Linked DNA regions of Mus musculus: regions 2 and 3 are each linked to region 1. Evidence: chromatin contacts called from public HiChIP or PLAC-seq data. All regions are on one chromosome and are shown on one strand. The core of a region is the stretch at or near the end of the contact, and the rest is flanking DNA. Distances in the headings are between cores, read along the strand shown.

Region 1 (3,224 bases), core at 351-2,850:
TTTTTTTTTAATTCTTTCTCCTTCTCTAAGGGGTACAAAATCGAGAGGTACATTTTAGCCCATTTATCTACAAATTAGCACACAAGCGTGCACATGCAAGCATGGGTGCACACATTTATATTTAATTTATATTAAACGTGTAAAAAGGAAATAAAAGAAAGGAAAGTCTATCCACAAAACCCTGAAGTTCACGAACTAAAGACAGTTAACTGAACTTAGGAAGGGATGGATATCATCAAGTGCCCTGGTGCTCAAAGAGTCAAAGGAAGGGCTCTCCCTTTCAGCTGGGATCTCCTGGTTGTGGTCACTGTGCCCTTCCTATTGCTGAGATGGGTTCCAGCCCTGTAGTGATTATGTATGCATGTGAGCCCTAATTTCCTTTGTTTTCTTTTCCTTGCTCCTTTTGTTTTTCACATTAAAGAATAAAACACCTCTGTAGAAGCACAGAGGAAAGCTGGGCGTGGTGGCACATGCCTTTAATCCCAGCACTTGGGAGGCAGACAGATTTCTGAGTTCGAGGCCAGCCTGGTCTACAGAGTGAGTTCCAGGACAGCCAGGGCTACACAGAGACACATTGTCTCGAAAAACAAAAACAAAAAAACAACAAAAAAAAAACAAAAAAACAAAAAACAAAAAAAAAGAAGCAGCAGCAGCAGCAACAGCAGCAGAGAGGAGTTGACGTGATTCAACATAATATATTTTAGGGGCTATTGTGTAAATCTGTATTTAGGGGAGTCTAAAGCATGCATTATTGACCCCAGCCTCTCTTAAAACATTGATAAATGAAGTAAAAGCCTCTATGAAAAGTGGCAACTTTGCATGTGCAAAAACTACCTTTCAAAGTGAAATCTCTCTGTCATTCACATTTTCCCCCCCCTTGGCCCTAGTTAAAAATACTGCGAGAGTGACTCCCCGTCACATGCCAGTGTTTTGTTGTTTTATGGGAATAGTTCTTCCAGAGAGGAATGTGGCGGTAAACTATCTTAAACCACCCACACTACTTAGTACCAAGTGACAGTGGTCTCAGGGACCAGGTGACTTGGGAGAGATTTTCCTGCTCAGCAGAGGACTCTGGGCCAACTTACTGCACAGAGGCAGCTGGAGCCTGGGGCAGGCGAGCCGCGGGGCAGGGCTGCAGATGCTGCACACCACTGAGTGCCCTCACTGCAGAAGGAGCGGAACACGCCAGCCGGCTATAGAGGAAATGAAAACCCCGGCCTCTGGGCTGAGAAGATCAAAGTTCCTTTTTAGGAAAGGTTGAGAAGGAAAAGGATTTTCTCCTTTAGGCAGAAAGAAAAGCAAATTTAAATGCCTTGTCCCCACACATCCCCACCTGAATTTCCACAGCAACCCCTCTAATTTCTGATGCAGCCAACAAAGCAGTTACCCAAAGAGGGGAGAAAAAAAGGATGACATTTGCCTTTTCCTTGGCTTTGAAATCCGACTGGCAGCGGATTGTTTGAAGTCCTGTTTAGAGAGGAAACTGTAATAGCCTCCATACTGAAAAGAGGAGGGAAATGCCATTATACACGGATCACGGTAGCAGTGACCTCAGCAGAGAAGGCAAACGAGCTGGCTCTGAGCCGGAGGTCGGTGAGCTAGCATGCCAGGAACAGAAATAAAAGGTTTACGCGCCAGAACTGAGTGGTAGCAAGAGTCGGAGACTTGATCCCGGGAAGCACCAACAAGAGCAAGGCACTCAAAGCCCAGAGCAGCATCTCTCCATAGCTCCTTGCTGCTCTTGTCCGCAGCCCCTCTAACTCCCTGCACTGCTAAAGAGGAAGCAGAAAACACCCAGGCTTTGTGTTGTAAAATTAATGAAGGTGTCAAGCTGCTGAGTTGAATCACTGCAAAGGAATGTAATGACTCAGTGTCCACGGTGCTGATGCTCCTAAGGAGAGCGGCGAGCTGGAGACCAGCACTAAAGCTATGCAGCAGGCCGGCCCCAGGACCTTCCTGATGATACCTGGGTTCCTTCTCTCTGCTGCTCGCTAAATGTTATGCTTTCCCAATTACTGCTCCGCTCAGGAGCTCAAGAGCTTGGCTCATAGAGAACTACTGCAGCTCCCACTTCTCAAGTCTGGGCCAAGTTCTCTCTTGTCATGCATGACTAAGCTGTGACAGGAACAAAGAAAGGTTGTGTCCCTGAAAGTGGCAACCTTAAGGATTAAGTCATCACTGGGGCTGGACACAAAATAAATGACTACCAGGTGGCATGTGAAGCACTCCCTCTGGAGGGCTTGACACCTGCTGATCACAGGGCAAGATGGGCTTGTGTGTTCCACGGGAGAGAATGTCGGCATCGGGAAATGTTGTCTCCATTACATGCACTGGCAGGCTCAGAATTCATAGCCTCCTGCCTCGGCCTGCCAAGATGCTGAGACTGCAGGAGTGTGCTGAAATATCTGTATAAGCTAAAACCTTCTGAGGAGTCATTAACTGGTACCTCGGACAGATAGCTAAGGGGGAAAGGGACTAAAGCATCGACAACTAAGGTTTGAATACAGAAAGGAGCTGCCACAGCCTACAAATAGCTTAAGTTCCAAGAATCTGGGGCTAGAGAGATGGATGGATGGCTCAGCAGTTAAGAGGACTGGATTCCATTCCCAGCACTCATAGATAGGCTCACAACTGTCTATAACTCCAATTCCTGGGGGATCCAACCCTCTTTTGGCATCTGCAGGCACCAGGCACACAAGTAGTACATAGACAAACATGCAGACAAAACACTCATACATGTTAAAGAAAATTAATTAGTTAATTAAAGATAGCAAAAGTTAGAAATGGCAGATTTGGACAGCTAAAGATCACCTGCAGCTCCACCAAGCAGCAGACCTGTGGCCGACACCAGACAACCAAGTCCTGACTCCTGCTGTCGCTCTAGAGCACTTCCTGGCCCTCTGCAGAGTAAAGCAGCAGTGTGACTCTGCACGCAGAGTGTGGTTCACGGCAGAGAATGCTGGCCGGCTCGAGGATTTTCAAACCAGAGTACAACATAGGAATTGGAAATGCACTACTCGGATGGCGAGCTGTGAGCAGCTCCTCTGGGAGGGAATTGTTCCCTCAGCACACCCAGGCCAAGACAGCAGGCAGAAATGGGTTCTCTATTGGAACCGACTCTCTCTGCCGGGATGGGGCAGCAGACATCAGATGTCCCACATATCCCATGAAACAAGTTCATGGCCAGGTCATACATGCTAATAATACAGTCCCTAACACAAGTC
Region 2 (3,224 bases), core at 530-3,029, 370 kb before region 1:
ATTGTACCAACCTGCATCCTTGGACACCAGACAAAGGGCATGGAGTTAATGAAGTCATCAGGCCCCAAGTGATGATAGATAGAGCTCAGCAGGCAGAGAACTCGCCTAGCGTGAGGCTCAGGGCTTTGATCCCCAGCACAGCGGTGGTACACATCTGGAATTCCAGCACACCAGAGGTGGAAGTTCAAGCTCATTTTGAGCTACATGGCACATTCAAGACCAGCTTGACATAGGTAAATAAGACTATATCAAGCCGGGCATGGTGACACACGCCTTTCAATCCCAGCACTCGGGAGGCAGAGGCAGGCGGATTTTTTTCTGAGTTCGAGGCCAGTCTGGTCTACAAAGTGAGTTCCAGGACAGCCAGGGTTATACAGAGAAACCCTGTCTCGAAAAACCAAAACAAACAAACAAACAAACAAACAAGTCTGTATCAAAATAAAATAAAATAAAATAAAATAAAATGAAATAAAATAAAATGATCGCTATGAATGGTCCAGCAATTCCCAGGGCAGGAAGAGGCTAGGCCTGGCTTGGCCTGGGCTCTGGATGCTCTTCTCAGGCAGAATAAACAATAGGCAGCCATTTCTTTCCCCTCAGCTAACTCTCCTCACCCTCTCAAAAGTGGGAAGTCTTCTTTAATTAAAAAGTGCTCGGGGTTCCATGCAGGACTCCTGTTCTCTTTTAAGACGTAACAACACTGACTCTATGGCCCCTCCTACACTTGATGTGCCAGGGCCAGAATGGTACCCATGACCAATTCTGGGGCTATGGCAGGCATACTCGTGAACATCGTCCCTGCCTTGGGGACATCTAATTTTCTTGCCGAGACCTCCCAGGTCTTGCAGGCAGGCATCTGTTTATGCCTGACACATCTGTGTGCCGTGACATCGTGGAAAGGGGTTCTGTGGGGTTGGGGTTGTGGGGTCTTAGCCAGTCTAGGCTATTCAATGTGATTAGACATCATTTGGGTCCCTTGGGTTCTAATCTTCTCCTCCCCAGAGTCTCAGCCAGTAAGCATACATACACTGTACTTCTTCCTTGTCTGTCCTGCGCAGCAGTCAACACAGCCAGAAAATCCCTGGGTTTGCCTCTGTGAGTACCAAGCCTGTGGCCCTGGACTCTCAGATGTCCTCTGCTTCCCGTGATGGCTTCCTGTCACGGCATACCCTTTTAGCGCCGGCTGCAAGTCTCTGTTGGGTATTTGAATCTCACTTAAACTGGAACTGTACTTATTATCAACTCAGTAATTCTCCAGATTAGGGAGTAACCGAACTCCCGATCCTCTATCTTCCGAGTGCTGGGATTACAGGCATGAACGGCCTTGCCATATGTCACTCATATAAGGCTGGACATGGAACCGGAGGCATCGTGCATGCTAGGCAAGAACCCTACCAACTGAACTATGTCTCAGGCCTATCTCCTCTCCCCAGCCCTCCTTTTTCCTCTTTGGAGACCCAGGGTGAGCCATTCCACACCCCAGCACTGTGCCCTTCAGAGTGAGGTCCCCAGCCAGCAATGCCTACATTCCCTGGGAATTCACTAGAAACACAAATCACTAGGGTGGTTTTGTTTTTGTTTTGTTTTGAGACAGGGTGTCATGTAGCCCAGGCTGCCCTGGAACCCTCTGTGTAGCCAAGGCTGACCTTGAATTTCTGATCTTCCAGTTTTCCTTCTCTCAGTTAAAGAGATTACAGCCAAGTCCCACCCTGCTCAGTTTAGATATGCAAATTATTAAACTTGGAATGTCCCTCAGTTACCAAAGTCTAGCTGGGCCACTGCATTATCTTAACGAATGAATTGGACCACACCCCAGATGACAGATCAAGAAATTCAGTCAGTGAGGCCTGATAGTTTGCATTCTAACAAGACTTCCTGTGGATTCAGGAGGTGCTCCATTGCACACAAGAAAACAACTGCTAGGGAGAGAGAGAGAGAGAGAGAGAGAGAGAGAGAGAGAGAGAGAGAGAGAGAGAGAGAGAGAGAGAGAGAGAGAGAGAGAGAGAGGAGACTGGTACTCCCTAAGTCAAAGAACTCCTTTGCCTCTAAAATAAAGGCTACATTCTGTTTCAAAGTCTTGCCACCACCATCTGCCCACTGTAAGCAGGACCACCCCTTTGAGGAAGAAAGAAACGATTGTTTCCATTTTATGGATGCAGAAACTGAGGCTCACAGCCTGATCCAAGGTCACATAGATAGCTGGAAAATAGTAACTCAAGGTCTTCATATTCTTAGGCAAGGAATCCTTCCAGCACACCTTGAGTCTTCAGAATTCCTTTAGACCAAAGAAACAAACCCAGGTCCTATTGGCCAGGAAGGAGATCTGCCTTCCAGCTTTCTGCCCAATTTCCAGTTGCAATCACAAGAGAGAGCATCCAGGAAGCATAAATTTTGCCTGGCAGTTGAGTAAGAGCTCTGAAAGGAGTTACACGTCAGGGAGATGGGACTTTATTTCTCAATGAAATAGCCTTTTTATGGCTGGAATAAAAGTGCCAGGGGAGCCTAATGCCAGGAAGCAGAAAGCACATTTGATAAACTCCTCCAGCCAGGGCGGGGCTGCATGGGAACTCACCGCAGAGTTCCCCACGACACCAGTGCATGCTTCTCTGTAGATCCGAGTCCTGCCTGGGAGAGATCTTGGTTAAAGGTGGTGGTGGGGTCGTGGGCGGCGGTCCTCGTGGCCCTTCTAGATGGAGAATGGCTGACACTGGACCCCAGAGCCTGAAGCTGGGTCTCCAGTTAAAAGTGGAGCTGCAATGTAAAGAGCAGCCAGCAGGGGGCAGCATAACACACTGTTCCAGCCTGACCTGGGGCTGCTACAAGGGTTGGGGGCTTAGGGGTGGGGGGGCCTCTGGGGTACAACCCTCAGAAGAGGTCAGCGGTAACTCTCTCCCTAGGAAGTCTTCCTCCTCCTTTCAGCTTTTCTCTTCAGCCTTTTCCTATCAAAGAACAGTTCCCCATAAGGTGGGGTAGGGTTTCCCTCCCCTGTCTTGCCCACTCTCTGGCTGTCTTCTTAAGCTTCGACAAGTTTATCTTTGGACTTGACTAACCCATTGATTTCCTCCCAATGGGGTCTTTCAGATAGTCTTAGTGTAACTACGTGCAAATGGGCAGAGTTTGTAGGTTTTGGGGGCACCACCTTCATAGTCCCGGGGCGGCGGTGGGGAGGGTGGGGGCGCGAGAAAATCCTGAAGGGCAAAGGCAGCAGGGAAATCTCCTTTCTG
Region 3 (3,224 bases), core at 500-2,999, 330 kb before region 1:
GAAATGACTTTTTTTCTAATCTTCAGGGGGCTTTCTGAGGTAGAGGCTGACAAGGTGTGGGACGGACAGATGAACAGAGAGGCCAGTGGCTTGGAGAGAGGTTGTAACAACTTATTTAAATCTGGGAATTGCTCGCGGGTGCTTGGTGGTTAGAATGAGGTCCTAGGGATTGGGGGTGGGGTCGCAGGACGTGGGAATGTGGAGAAGAATCAGGGCTCCCTAGGGTTTGCCTGTGGCAACAAGGAAGACTCCCCTTTGCTTTAGAGTCAGGTCAAGCAAGAGACAGAGGAGACCAAGAAGGCGGAGGAGGAGAAGGCGGCCAGGGAGATTCAGAAGGCCCCCACGTGTCAGAAATGGTGGCAGAAGTCTGATCTTGGTATCCAGGAGGCTGAGGCTAGCCTGGGCTACACAGTGAGACCCTGTTTCAAGGACGGGAGGAAAGAAGGGAAGACAGTGACTTCCGATGGCCTGAGACCTGGGTCCTGGGTGCCACGGCTGGCTGTCATGGCTGCCCTGGCTGGCTGTCATGGCTGCCCTGAATGTAGACAAAGATGAAGGGAGGCTTGGAGAAGAGAGACCAGGAGGCAACCCGCTGAGCTTTCCCCAGACATTTGTCAAGGAGCAGCAGGTGGGTGCTGGAGCGGAAGTGGATAAAGGAGAAAGGAACCTGCCGGAGGAAAAGAGGCAGGACACAGGAAGCTTTCTGATTCCGGAAGTGACGCATTCTGCTATTTGGGAGGTAAGTGGGGTGGAGCCTAGAGGGAGGGGCTAGCCAGAGATGGCAGAAACCACACTGCCAATCCGCCCCTCCCCAATCCCCCCTCCCACGAGACTGCGACAGTACCACCACAGTAGCCCCAAAGGATGTCCTGCTTGCTGTGTGCCCCACCCACCGTGGGGAGTTCAGGCCTTTTGCAGCAAGACTCTTTGCCGTAGTCCCCAGGATTTTCTGCCGGGGCAGGAATTATGGTTCCCGTTCTGCTGGGCAGATGCTGAACCACTGAGCTACATCCCCAGACCTACAGAGAGGTTCATTCACTTGCCCAAAGGCCACACAGCTTTTAAGAAGCAGAACTAGAATTCAACCTTGATGTTGCCCCACTGCCTGGCTACCCAGGTGCCCAAGAGTTCCCTGTCCAAAGGATGGTGGATGGGCCTTGTTGACTTGGCTTCTGGATCAGCCAGGGTATGCATGCCAACACTGGGGATGTGTGGGTCAGGAGTGATTTCCCAAAGGGCTGGCTCACTTTAGTTCTCAAGAATGCAAAAAATACTGTTAAAAGAGTTGTTCAAGGGGTGTGGAAATGCAACCCCAAGGTCAGAGGTCAGAGAAGTGCCAGGGATTAGAGAAGCCTTGACTGGAGGGCGGGAGGAGGGGGGGGGGAACCAGAGATGGATGTGGTAATTAAGCTTGCCATCCCAGCACTCAGGAGGCTGAGGCAGGAAGACTGCTGCAAGTTCCAGGCCAGACTGGGCTGGGCTTCAGGGTGCCTGCTCTGTCTCACAAAAGCAAAAGAAATGGACAGCCCTGGTGGTGGTGAAGGTAGTGTGTGTGTGCTGTGTTTCCAGACCTGGCCTGGCTCAATGAAGCAGTCCTGACGGAAGACTCAGAGGCCTAGAGGCAGGAGAGCCAGAGGTGAAGCTGTACACGGCCCATTCATTGGGTGGGTCCCCGCAGCACAGCGCCCGCCTTGCAGGAGCCAGCTCGCCCCGCCCGCGGGGGTCGCCCGTCCCAGGCCGGGAAGTCTAATGTGCCCGCAGCCGTTCCGGGGAGCGGTCCCCCGCCGCGCTAATGTGCGGTCGCCCCGCCCGCCAGCAGTGGTGCCCCCGCGCCGACCCCGAGCGCAAATCGATACGCATCAGGCGGCGGGCTGCCCCGTCCCCTCCCTGCCCACACCCCTCTCTCCAAGCTCCCTTCCTCCCTCTCGGATACCCCGGACCTGCCTCCGCCCTCTGGCTTCCTAGGAGCCTGGGAATCCCGGGTGAGTGGATAGGGGCTTAGGGCCAGAGCGTGCTCATTCTTTCCCCAAGGCAGGGACCCGGGGAGGGGGATGAATGAAACACTCCAATGCAAAACATCAGGGGTGACGGTGGCCCCTGCATAAGAGAAATCAAGACAAGTAAAAATTAAGGCCCGGGAATGTGGCTCAAAGACACAGCTCTATGGCACATAAATTAGATGTGGTGTGCACACCTGTAATCCCAGCACTCGCTCTGGAGTAGAGGCAGGAGGGTCCTAAATTCAAGGTCAGTCCTCAGAGGCTACAAAGTGAGCTTGAGGGATAAGGGAAATCATGCTTCAGGTTAAAATGAAAAGGCTTGGTGGACGATAGCTCAAAGGCTCAAGCGCTTGCTTTGCAACAAAGAGTTCGAGCCTACATAAAAGCTGGCAGGTGTACTGGCACCCTGCTAGTCCAGGTGGGCACGGATGATCCTCAGAGCAGGCTAGACCATCAGACCAGGGGAGCCCCAGGCTCACCAAGAGACTCCAATAAATTGGAGTGTGGGATCAGCATGGAGACACTGGGTGAAGTCACTCACGGAGGAAATCTGGGGACCTGAGGTAGATCCATGGAACCCATGGGTCACCCGAAGGAGAGAGCTCACTGCCACACATGCACCATGGCACCTGTTCCCATTTACCCCACGCCCTCCATGCTGTGATAATAAGTAAAAAATTTAAAGATTAATTTTTTAAAAAGGTGGAACCTGACAGAAGATACCAGGCACCTCTGACCTTACAGGGCCACACAGGCCCGCGCGTGCACTCGCACACAGGCCCACAGGCCTTCGTTCAGGCACACACACCACACGCACATGTACATGTGATAACTACATAAGTTAAAAAAATTAAGGGAAAAATTAATGCAAAAAAAATCCTCAGTGATCAAAAATAAATCAAAATTTTAAATGAAGCTGAGATCAGTAATGGTTGAGCAGAGCCATATTGGAGCCTGGGGCAAAGGGAAAAAAAATATCAAGAAGCTGGATCCTGTTTCATTTAAATGTTGAATTCTTTGTTCATCCCAGATTGCTCACTGGGGGACGGGTTGTCACTGAAACTCGCTTTGGGGACCAGTAATGACAGAAGAAGAAATGCCAGCACCTTAATTACCTTAAAAGTATTATTGGGGGGGAGGGTTGAACCCAGGGCCCCCTGTGTGCTAGGTGCACGCTGTATCCCCAGCATCCTCTCCATCTTTTAAAATTGTGGTTGTTGCAGC

The links. HiChIP or PLAC-seq counts read pairs in DNA pulled down with a chosen protein or histone mark.
Region 2: an H3K27ac HiChIP or PLAC-seq map of embryonic stem cells shows a contact between it and region 1, with 9 times the contacts expected there. The contact joins two enhancer-like sites. A contact is called at or near these places in 1 of 15 datasets of contacts at CTCF or cohesin (embryonic stem cells), 4 of 484 Hi-C or Micro-C datasets (the N1E-115 cell line, bone marrow-derived macrophages and embryonic stem cells) and 14 of 115 datasets of contacts at active chromatin or transcription factors (bone marrow-derived dendritic cells, cardiomyocytes, a colorectal cancer cell line and 6 more).
Region 3: an H3K27ac HiChIP or PLAC-seq map of embryonic stem cells shows a contact between it and region 1, with 9 read pairs. The contact joins two enhancer-like sites. A contact is called at or near these places in 7 of 484 Hi-C or Micro-C datasets (the CH12 cell line, the HL-1 cell line, the N1E-115 cell line and 4 more) and 19 of 115 datasets of contacts at active chromatin or transcription factors (embryonic basal ganglia, embryonic forebrain, embryonic hindbrain and 9 more).

The regions. Positions count from the first base shown.
Region 1 is chr4:149,047,876-149,051,099 of GRCm38.p6, forward strand. All of the region lies in intron 2 of Pex14 (peroxisomal biogenesis factor 14), which reads right to left. Among named protein-coding and RNA genes, the nearest start is that of Gm42351, 39 kb to the left of the region's middle. Within about 2 kb of position 1,601, at least 195 of the 459 cell types and tissues checked have an H3K27ac peak or open chromatin away from gene starts, as enhancers often do. A contact at or near this core is called in embryonic stem cells, where this site is marked.
Region 2 is chr4:148,678,957-148,682,180 of GRCm38.p6, forward strand. No RefSeq gene overlaps it. Among named protein-coding and RNA genes, the nearest start is that of Gm572, 37 kb to the left of the region's middle. Within about 2 kb of position 1,780, at least 35 of the 459 cell types and tissues checked have an H3K27ac peak or open chromatin away from gene starts, as enhancers often do. A contact at or near this core is called in embryonic stem cells, where this site is marked.
Region 3 is chr4:148,722,707-148,725,930 of GRCm38.p6, forward strand. No RefSeq gene overlaps it. Among named protein-coding and RNA genes, the nearest start is that of Gm32897, 23 kb to the right of the region's middle. Within about 2 kb of position 1,750, at least 33 of the 459 cell types and tissues checked have an H3K27ac peak or open chromatin away from gene starts, as enhancers often do. A contact at or near this core is called in embryonic stem cells, where this site is marked.